3 separate regions of the Mus musculus genome follow, and all the other regions are linked to region 3. Evidence: chromatin contacts called from public HiCAR-type and promoter capture Hi-C data. All regions are on one chromosome and are shown on one strand. The core of a region is the stretch at or near the end of the contact, and the rest is flanking DNA. Distances in the headings are between cores, read along the strand shown. Region 1 holds the start of Ninl (ninein-like). Region 2 holds the start of Rspo4 (R-spondin 4). Region 3 holds the start of Nsfl1c (NSFL1 (p97) cofactor (p47)).

Region 1 (3,332 bases), core at 611-3,110, 480 kb before region 3:
GATGGGGATACACACTATGAAGTGTCATTCAGCAATTCCGTTACTGCACTCATATCACCATGTGCGCATATACTAACCTAGAAAGAGTTTATCACCTGAGTGGCCTCGCAACACAGTTAACAAGCTCCATATACGTGAGATGCGTGAGGTTGCTGCTGGCATAGCAGAGCATATTGCCTTACAGCAAGCAATCTAAATAGCAACACTAAGACCCTGGCCGAAGCATAGTCTTCTACATAAACAAGTAAGAGACGCTTCTCCTTCTTATTGTTACTGGGCTGGGGATGTGCTTCAGCAGGAGGCTGGCATATCTGAGACCATGGGCTCCATTCTCAGAAACCCCAAGAGTAAATACCATGCACTACACCTAACGGGATGCAATAACTCTTATAAAGCTAGATTAGACTGTTGACATCAGAGATTCATTACAAGGTTACAGGGATGACACCCCTAATGGGAATTTTTCAGTTCCTATTAGGACCACCTTCACATATGTGGTTTGTCTTCCATCAAAACATTAGTGTCTGGCAACTGACTACAGACTAGTTTGATCTGTAGTCGTCTAAGCCACTAACAGATAACATAAAATGAACAGTAGAGGCAAGCTGGCTGCTGCCCTAACTGCCCTAACTCCACAGGCACGTTCCTTCTCATTCGCGCCTGTTCTTGCACACAGTAGTTCATAAACTGACCAACCTTCTTCCCTCTTTTTCTTTTCTCCCACACACCCCTGCTTTAAAAGCAGTAAATCCATAGTCAAGAACCTGGAAATCTCAGGCAAACACCATCTTCACGGTCCCTCTCTGCTACCTGCCTTGCGCATCAAGTGAACTTCTGCAAGGGCCATTTCTGGACCTCCTTCCTGGTTCTAAAAGTCGGCTAAATGTTGTAGAGGAGAGAGAAGGCATCACTCTTTTCTTCCACCCCCATATAACGAGCTACAGAGAGCGCCTGACAATTTAGGTATTTAAGAAACTTTAAGTTGGTCTCCCATCGTGCAATTTGTTGCCTGAGACAGCTAGAGCCCAAACACCAGGTCACTGCTTCTCAATTACCGATGGACCAGCCTCGCAAGTGCACAACAAAGTAGCAGAATGGTGCGCAGGCAGGGACGACCTTGACACAGAAGCAACAGGCTTCTCCGCCCCAGAGAGAGGTGTCCCAGTTTTCAACAACTAAGTGCAAACTGATAATACAACCAGAGATCGCAAGGACGACTTCACCAGTCACAGGAGGGACCGACGCGCGGCAACAACGCCAATAGGTGCTCTCAATCAAGCATGGTCCCTGGCTTTCCCAGGGGCACTGAGAAGGGGGCTCAGACACAGGCTGGGGTCGCCTCCCGATCCGGTTCCCCTCGTCAAAAGAGGACGAAGGCGGGAAGCACGGCGGGCCCAGGCATCCCGCTCTCTGAGTACGTCAAAATTTGGGGCGGCAGCTGCACCCCACTAGCACGCTGAGTTCGGTGCGGACCACCGTTCCCGGTCCGAGTGCGCCGCAGAGCAGTGAGACTCTGGTGTGGCTTTCTGAGCGCGCGCCTGCATCGCAAGCATCGGCTCCGCTGTGTACCGGCCGCTGCACGAGGATGCGGATCCCTTCGGCCCGGCTCGGCCCTCCTCGGCCCAGCTCGGCCCCCCTCGGCTCCGCTCGGCTCGGCTCCCCTCCCCTCAGCCCTCTCCCACGCCCTACTCACCTGGGGAGTGGGAGGCTCGGCTCTCTGAACGCTGAGTTCAGGATGCGGGCTCCGGCAGCCCGGTGCAAAGCGAGCCGGGTAGGACACCCCAGCGCGCGTCCCTCGGCCGCTCTTTGTGTCTGCCGGCCGCGCTCCCCTGGGCTCCCAAGGCCTCTGGGCGCCGCCCCCTCGTTCTCGCGGGGCCTCCCCAGGGAAGGGGCGGGGCTCCTTGGGGGCGGGGCTTGGACGGGCGGGGCGAGGAGGCAGGCGGAGCTGGGCCAGGGGCCTAGCTGGTATGGAAGAGGAGGATGCAGGATGACTTCAAGGCTCTGGGAGACAGGGTGTTAAAAACAAACAAACAAACAAAAAACTAACAACAACTAAACTAAAAAATAAGAGACTCAAGTACTTTCAAGTGGAAGAATTCCACAGAGTGGTAGGCAGCCAGGAACCAGTAAAAAGCCCATACTGTACTCTGATGAACCATATACTTGGGCTGTATCCCTTTTCATGTGTCATAACTTGCCCCAACCAGTGATGGACATGACATGCCTACACCCTGTGGCAGAGGTGTAGCTGTGGGGCATATAACCAGGGCCCTGCTTCCCTCTAGATTATAACCTGAGGTTCCCAAAGTGTGGTATGCCATAGTCGCCACTGTGCAGAGTGTATTTTATCAGGACCAGGGAGATGGCTCAGTTTGTAAAAGCACTTGCCTTGCTAGCCTGATGACCTAAATTCAATCCCAGAACACATGTAAAGGTGATAGGAGGTGCTGGAGAAATGGCTCAGCAGTGAAGAACACTGGCTGTTCTTCCTGAGGACCCATGTTCAATTCTGAGCACCCACAGGGCAGCTCACAATTATCTGTAACTCTAGTTCCAAGGGATCCAGTGTTGACTTCTCCTCAGACACCAAGAGTGCATGTGTTGCATAGATATACATAGAGGCAAAGCACCCATACATATAATTAAAAAAAAAAAACCTTAGAAAAATCAACTCCACAGAGCTTTCCTCTGACTACACACACACACACACACACACACACACACACACACACACACACTGAGACACATGCCGTTCTGAACACAGACATATAAGCATCATGCACACACACATTCACACAATAAGTTTTAGAAATATTTTTAAAGACTATATATTCTCTAAATCTCCTTATACTCTGGGTTTTCCATGTACTGTTAGAGAATGAACTTAGAGTTAGATGATGAGATTCACAGGGCCATTCACTGGATGTTGGACTTTGTGCCACCCAGTTACACAATCTGGGAGATCTTCACTTTGTTCATCTGTGAAATGGAGATGTGAAAGACACTTTTTGCAGGGACATGAACTAATTGATCCAGCCAAACCAGCAACCCAAATTAGCCATCACAGCAGTGGCTCCTAGCCAGAGAGGAGCGGGGCGGGGCATGTTACTCCATCCCCCCCCCCCCCCCGACCTATAGCAAATAGCTGAGGTAAGAATAAAGAAGGGGGAATAGGGTTTCTATGGACTTGGAGTTTTAGAGATTTCAACCCAGGGTCAATTTATCTTTGTTGCTTCTGAGCTTGTGGCAAGTCACCACATCAGAGCTGGAATGAGAGTCAGAGACAGAGAGAGAGACAGGGGCTGCCAGATTCCCTTTAGGGACACCTCCTC
Region 2 (3,330 bases), core at 350-2,849, 350 kb after region 3:
GTCATAGCAAAAGCCATGTAAAGGACCTGTACCCGAAGAATGGGAACCAAGGGGGGGGGGCATGGATAACTAGGGCAAAGGGAGAAACAGAAATATCTATGTTTACCAATGTGTTAAGAGGAAATATGGATACCCAGAAGAGGTATGGACTGAGAAAAAGAGAGAAAACCCTGGAAGAGGGTCAGATTATGACTGGGTTCTGAAAGAGTCAGTGGAGGAATGGAATTAGGCCACCAATCCATGGAGAGGCCAAGACAAAAGATGCTCAGGATGTAAGAGGGAGCTAGAAGTGGTATTACAGACCTGTTCAGTAGCACCTGGGAGATGGAGGGAAGACGATCAGGAGTTCAAGGTCATCCTTATCTACATAATGAGTTCCTGGGATACACAAGAACAGTGTCTCACAAAACCAAACACAAACAAACAAACAACAAAGAAACACCACATATAAGAGGCTTGAAAAGCTTGCAAACTACTGTGAGAAGGTGGAGACTTGGGCTGAAAGGGAGAAGACAGACAGCAAGGACATCGGAACCTGGCTGGTCAGAGGTAGGTGTGTGCTGGTGGGCTGGTGGTGTAGGAATAAGTGGGCAGGACCGCAGCTTCAGGACCTCTCTCTATCTACAAGTCACACTTGTAGCAAACAGGAAGCGAGACGGTCCTTTGGGTCTCCAAGGCTCTCTTCCACCCTTCGGTGATGAGACTGTGTGCTGAGCTGAGACGCGTCTGAAAGGCTATAGAGCTGCTGTGCAGTTTTGGGCAAACTACTTGGTCTCTCTGCGAATCCCTTCCCCCTTCGAATGAACAATTAGTCAAAAGAGAAAGTTCGTTATTCTAAAGCTTTTATGCATGTATTTAGCAGAAAGTCAAGTTCGTGGCTCTCAAACATTCTCTGTGGCAGCTTCACTGCGAATGGGCTTGGTTCACAGGGTAACAGGAGGCAGGAGAATATTGTTTTATTGGAAGAGCAATTTGGCACTGAAAAGGTTAAAAAACAACCCAATCCTGGAGATAAGGCTGGAAGAAATATACCCTGGGTCCTAGGTCCTTTGGTAAGCAAAGTATGCGGTGTTGGACACTGGGTCAAAGAGTAGGGTCTCCCCAAGGCTGCAGCAGGAAAGGCTCAGAGGCTACAACCAGAAAGTGTTTGGGATAACTAGAAAGAAAAAGCAACAGAGTGGAGCAGCAGCCTGCTCACACTCCCCCCTCCCCCACTCCGCCTACCCTCGTCCCCCAACCCCAGAGGAGATATGGAAAGGGCAAGACACCACAGAACCCAAGCTAGCCAGGTCGGAACAGTGAGCCAGAGAGGCCCATGCGCTTGGCAAGAGTCCTGTGTTGGAGGTGAGGCAGTCAGGGAATAAACAGAAAAACAAGCCAGGACGGTCCTGGGGACAGGAGGAAGAGGAAGACCAGAGTGGCAGAGGGAGGGTCTGTCCGGGTGAGTGTGCAGTGCGGCGTGTGCGCTTGTGTACCTAGAGCCGGCCTGTGCACGTGCGAGGGGCGTGGGGCTGCGCCCGCAAGGGCCCCCCGAGGGTTAAGCGCCGCCCAGCCGCCGACTCCTCCCCGCCCCGGCCGCGCGGCCGCGCTGACGCCCTCACTCGACCCACCGCGCCCTGGGCGCACCGGCGGGTCCCTGGTGGCCGTAGCGACCAGCGACCCGCGGATGCTCAACGCGCGCCACAGGCTGTCCCCCGCACAGAGGCTGCCGGGCCGTCGGGGAGCCAGGAGCACCAGGCTGCCCAGATGCGGGCTCCACTCTGCCTGCTGCTGCTCCTCGCCCACGCAGTGGACATGCTCGCCCTGTACCGAAGGAAGAAGCAAGGTACAGATGTGGCCGGGCTGGTGGTGGGGTAGGCACTACAAGACAGACTCGTGGTAGCCCAGCGGATATGGGTATTTGTCTGGTGCCTGATGCCTGGACTGTTGACTCAGGGTCGGAACGGGGAGTTGTCGACAACCTGGACCTAGGAAGCACTACTGGGAGGGAACTAGAGGTCGGGCTCACTGGCCCCAGCCTCCCAGCAGTGTCCCAAGGGTAACTCCACAGACACCAAAAACCCAAGGAACCACCCTTGGAAACAATGAACTAGAAGACAGGGCTAGTGACTTAGAAGCCAGCCCAGGCATCCACGCTGGGCCAGGATGAAGATCAGTGACTCCAGGGCTCATGTGGGGTTCGGGGGTTCTATCACTGCTCCTGACCCCTGCTGTCACAACCCCCACACTCCCAGAATTAATCTGGGTAAGCCTCTCTAGTGGTATCAGCATGACTGAGACCTGTGTTCAAGTTGAAGTCTTCTGGGGATGACCTGGAAGAAGTTTGTCCTCTCTCAGAATCTTAGGATATTTTTCCTTGGGACCTCCTGGAGCCACTAAGGAAACTTGAACCTGAGACTCTAATCGCGCCTGGGCCCTGTGAACATTGGGGTCTGTGCCACAGTTCCTCAGTGCCACAGTCAGATGTATTTTGGAGGTGAGGTGAGACTGCCCTTGCAGAGCTGGAGTTGACAGAACCTGAGCTGGTGTTGGGAGGGCAAGAGGACCAGCAAGCCCTGTGTCTGAACAGGGAAGGCCCCAGGACTCTGGATGCCTGTCTGTGCATCAACTACCAAAGGCTGGCTGCCATGCCAAGAGTGAGACACACACTGTTTCCTAGGTCCCCTATGATGCCCTAATGACAGTGGCTATCTCACTCTATAGAGCAGGAACCAGACATTCATGCAGGTTGCTTTGTTGAGCAGTCCAACGGGCAGGTGGGAGCTCTGATTTGCTCTCTGACTGAGAGCCTGAGTCTGGGAATACTGAATGGTAGGGTGTGTGAGAGTGGCCTTACCCATAGGGACTTCTAGTCCATCTGCGTGGAAAGCCTTTCGCAGATGTTGCAGCTCCTATAAGGAAGCAGGGAACACAGGGGCAGTGGGGAAGTAGGTATGGGGTGGAATATCAGGCCGTGGCCTAGGGAAACTGTTAAGGGAGTTGGACAAAGAGCAGAGAGGATAGAGGTGTAGGTGGACCTCGGGTAGGCTGCAGGGACTTGGGGGTCCTGAAGGTGAAAGCTTGTGAATGGCCTTCACCCCGCTGTCCAGAGCCCAGGTACTGGAGCCAGCCTAGCTGGATCTGTGGCCCTCCTTGAAGGTTTTATCTGAGTGACCTCAGGGAAGACCCTCAGACTTCAGTTTTACCTGTATGAGATCCTTTCCATTAGTCCTCCAGATACTCCACTCTGAAAGGATGTTTTCAATCTTTTCACCAACTTGTCTTTAAGATGGAAGCAATAAACTTCAGTCTCCCACTCATCAGGGGAACCATAGCTAAGATGTAGAGCAT
Region 3 (3,892 bases), core at 399-2,898:
GGGTGATGCTGTGTATATGTAGAGAGACAGCGAAGATAGAGGCTTGGTCAGTCTTTCTCCAAACTTCCAGGCTAGGACATTTGTTTAAAACTGGGATTGAAACTATAGCCTCTCCCATGACAGGCAAGGCCTCTGGCACTGGGCTGCATCCTCTGCCTTTTAGCATGGATTCACTTTCTCACCAGGTTTAGTTTTGTTTCCCAGACTGACTTTAAATATGCTCTGCAAGGTCACTCTTTCAGTCTCAGGCACCTGAGAAGCTGGGACGGCAAGGCCCAGGTTGTACTTTTCATTAGGTGTGGTCCTACTGAACCTCTGGTTTCTGTCTTTACCTGTAAAATGGGAATACTAACCTCTACCTAGCAGAGGTTTATTTTATGATGAAATAGATAATAATGTGAACACAGCACCTTCAGCAGGCTAAGGGAACCCTAATGCCCTGCACCCACAATTATTCCTATAGTCTTCTTGATAGCTGTCAGGCTGGGCAGAGGGCTGACTATGAATCGGACCAGCATCAAAAGCAGATAGGGTTCTCCTTACTGCTTCTCTGCAATGTGTTAGGTTCCAAATGGCCTCTGTGGGCCTTTTCAGTTGGTTACAGTGGGACTGATCTGCAGTTATACCAAAGGACGGTATTCACACCAATCCAGTGCTGTCGCGTTTGCAGCCATGCCCGAGGCTGGCTTAGAAGTTGGAGATGCCCCTGGCAGAGCTACTTCCTGCTCTTCATTCTCATAGTATGACTCTGTGGAACAAAAAGACTGAAAGGGGCTCTTGCATAGACCACTCCCTGTGAGATCCTCATTGTCTGATCCATGTGTTATTTCATCCATTCACTTATTCATTCATTCACACATTCATTAGTAGTGGCTTCATGCACAGTGAATGTGGCTCTGAGTCAGGCATAGGAAGAAGAGGAGAAAAACAAAGCATATAATCAGCTGACAGGAACCTCACTGAACACTCAATAAGTTCTGGTAGAATAATTGCTGGTCACCAACTTAGCAGATTGTAGGATGGTAACAGTTTAACCTTGAAAATGAGGGATAAATAGATGGACTTAGGAGGCTCCCAGCTTCACTTGTCCCCACTTTCACTTGAGGGGCAGCACTGTTGGAGAGAGAGCTCTAAACTTTCTCTGTAGGTGACACATGTCCATCTTACCTCTGCTCTGAGTCTCCTTGTCCTGGGCCAGCCTGCCAGTGGCAATGCAATGGTGATTTGCTAGATGCTGTGGAAAGTGGCAGGCTGAGACTTATACTAGTTTAAGATAGGAAACCATGGGGATGTGAGCATCGGTTAGAACTGTTAGGGTCAAAGGACATAAGCAACAAGAAGACAGGATACTTTGTTTTATCTCTGTTATTTCCACAGCCCTTGGAAGAGCATCAAGCCATAGACAGCGTAATGCTTCAAGAAGGAAATTAATGTGCAAATAAATAATTAACGAAATAAAGGGATGAGACCATGAGTAATTTCCAGGATCTGATTTCGGGACTACTTCATCCTGTGGGAAAACCAGCCCCTCCCTACTCACTTCCATCGACCTTCTACTTCAGCCATTAAGGTGAGGCTCACATAGGGGCCACCAGAGGGCGCGAGGCGGCTAGGTTTCCCACACGGAGGGCTTTTCCTGTGGCACCGCATTGGGCGGAGCCTACGAGCAGGCGCCCAGCGGCTGGACGCGGTAGAACGGCGGGCGGAACGCAGACCTGGGGTTCGGGCTGTTGCAGTGTCCGCCGGAGCGGTTTGGGAAGTGCACGGGGCGAAGATGGCGGAGGAGCGGCAGGACGCGTTGAGGGAGTTCGTGGCGGTGACTGGCACTGAGGAGGACAGGGCCCGTTTCTTCCTGGAGTCGGCTGGCTGGGACCTGCAGGTAGCGCCGCGAGGCGGGCCGCTTCGGACGGGCTGGGGAATACGGAGTGCGGCGTCGGCTCTGCGATCCCTACGCGGCCGAAGCGCACAGTCATCCCTGCGGGGCTGGGCCCTGCCTGGCCCAGGCCTCATGGTGCCTGGGGTCGCTTGCCACGCGTCACCGGCCTGGCTTGGAAGTTCATGGAGGCGGGCGGGCCCTGCTTTGCAGGGCCTCTGTTTTCCTGCGGGCTCGCAGTGTTGGCGAGACTTTGGGCGCTGCCGCAGTCCGCGTGGAGTCGTCGCCTGGGGGCGTGGCTGCCACGGCGAGTGCCTGCGGGTGGCCGGGTGGAATCGAGTGCCCTGCTTCCAGATGGAGCCCCACCGAGGTCGCGGTGGCCTTCCGATTCCGCTTCTGCAAGGATGCTGTGCTGGTGGGGGAAACCCTGCAAGGCATCAGCCCACGCCCCACTCTTGCCTAATTGCAGGGAGAAACTACCTGTGGGATTGTGGCGCACGTTTGGGGTCTCTGCACATTTCGTAGTTAACTGTAAAATGGGAATTTCTTAGGACTTACTGTCTTGTTCACTGGCATGTAGTAAATAGTCACTAAGGAATTAATTTAGAAGGCAAAGCTCCACCAGGCATAAAATGTTGCACACTTCTGATCCCTAGAGCAACACCCATCTCTTATTGCTCAGAAACACAGTAATTAATGTTAGAAAGAATTGATTGCATAAATGTCCTTGGCCAGCCTACATCTTAGGTAGATGACGATGACTAATATTTCTTGAGTACCTACAACAAGCCAGGCACTGTTCAGCATTACAGAATGTCTCATTTACATGTCTCACATTGCAGCTGAGACTTGGAGGATAAATAACTTGCTGAAGAGCTAACTACTAATTAAACAGGTAAAGACTAACCCTATCTTATGGATAAGGAATTGGACCCTCAAAGGGACACCGAATGTGCTCACTGTGTGAGCTTTCTGATGTAACCATGTCTACTGACTGTAATATTTAGCTTCCCAAACATTAGGGATCTTTATTCCTTTAACTCTTTCAGCACTCTGGAGGCAGAAGATCTCTGAGTTCGAGACCAGCCTGATCTACATAGTTCCAGGAGTAAATAGTCCCTCTTTCAAAAACATAACAAACAGAAAGATGCTCTTAAAGGCGCTGTGAAGCCTCTGTGCTGAGTGGAAATACATAAGAGAAAAGCTTCTATCCCAGTAGATCATCCGAACTGAGGCTCTTACCTGTGTGGTAACTTGACTAGCAGTGCCAGGACTTGAATGCAGGTTCTCTAAATGTCAGTTTAGTACAACTCCTACGATGGCACATGACTTCCCAGAAGCTGGTTATACTACATGAAGAATACCTTCAGACTGATTGTCCCATGACAGCTCATTTCCTCCTAGACAGTTGGTTACCTTTTAGACAGGAGGTGCCTCCTCCATCTCCGTGGGACTTCATTGTTCTGTCTTCTCTCTTTGTGTGGAGAATGTGTGATAAATCAATGCCTTCTCATTGAGTTGGCGACAGTCACAAATGACCAAAGGACTCATATGAAGGGCTTTCACATGTGTAAAGCTAAGGTGACTGCGTTAACTTTAGTGATTATCTCCTTCAGTTTTATAGGTTTGGTGGAACAGCATCCCCATTTCAAACAGGAACCGGGCTTCACAAAGAAAGGAAATGTAGCATCTGTCCCTATACTCTTCTTCCTCTTAGAACATAAGCTTGAGGGCCTGAGCATGCTGCCTGGGGTTGAACCTGACCCCACTTCTTACCTCCAGAAGCTGTCTTCATTTTGCAGTCCATTTGTGCCAGCTATAAAGTGAGACAATAATGATACTAATTACGAAATTCTGAGTAGATTAAATGAATTAATATATAGTGTACAGACGACCTGACACATGGATAAATAATAGTTGGTGGTCTTCCTTTATGTTTTTCATATTAATTTTATTTAGTATCTTTGTTTCCCTTGGTGGGTGGATTTCCCCCTGAAGTAATATATCCCCATCTTCACT

The links. Promoter capture Hi-C pulls out the DNA fragments that hold promoters and counts their contacts. HiCAR-type assays count read pairs that join an accessible place to other places.
Region 1: a contact with region 3 is called in a HiCAR-type map of astrocytes, with 3 times the contacts expected there. The contact joins the promoter of Ninl here to the promoter of Nsfl1c in region 3. A contact is called at or near these places in 1 of 39 promoter capture datasets (embryonic stem cells), 3 of 115 datasets of contacts at active chromatin or transcription factors (astrocytes, embryonic stem cells and stem cell-derived neural progenitor cells) and 1 of 9 other capture datasets (adipose tissue).
Region 2: a promoter capture Hi-C map of embryonic stem cells shows a contact between it and region 3. The contact joins the promoter of Rspo4 here to the promoter of Nsfl1c in region 3. A contact is called at or near these places in 2 of 39 promoter capture datasets (embryonic stem cells and pre-B cells) and 2 of 484 Hi-C or Micro-C datasets (CD4 T cells and the G1E-ER4 cell line).

Annotation. Positions count from the first base shown.
Region 1 is chr2:151,007,538-151,010,869 of GRCm38.p6, forward strand. It overlaps Ninl (ninein-like), which reads right to left and starts at 1,861. Exons shown (of 24, transcript NM_207204.2): 1 at 1,694-1,861.
Region 2 is chr2:151,841,328-151,844,657 of GRCm38.p6, forward strand. Rspo4 (R-spondin 4) reads left to right here and starts at 1,600. Exons shown (of 5, transcript NM_001040689.1): 1 at 1,600-1,825. The coding sequence starts at 1,747.
Region 3 is chr2:151,492,534-151,496,425 of GRCm38.p6, forward strand. Nsfl1c (NSFL1 (p97) cofactor (p47)) reads left to right here and starts at 1,649. Exons shown (of 10, transcript NM_198326.3): 1 at 1,649-1,879. The coding sequence starts at 1,775.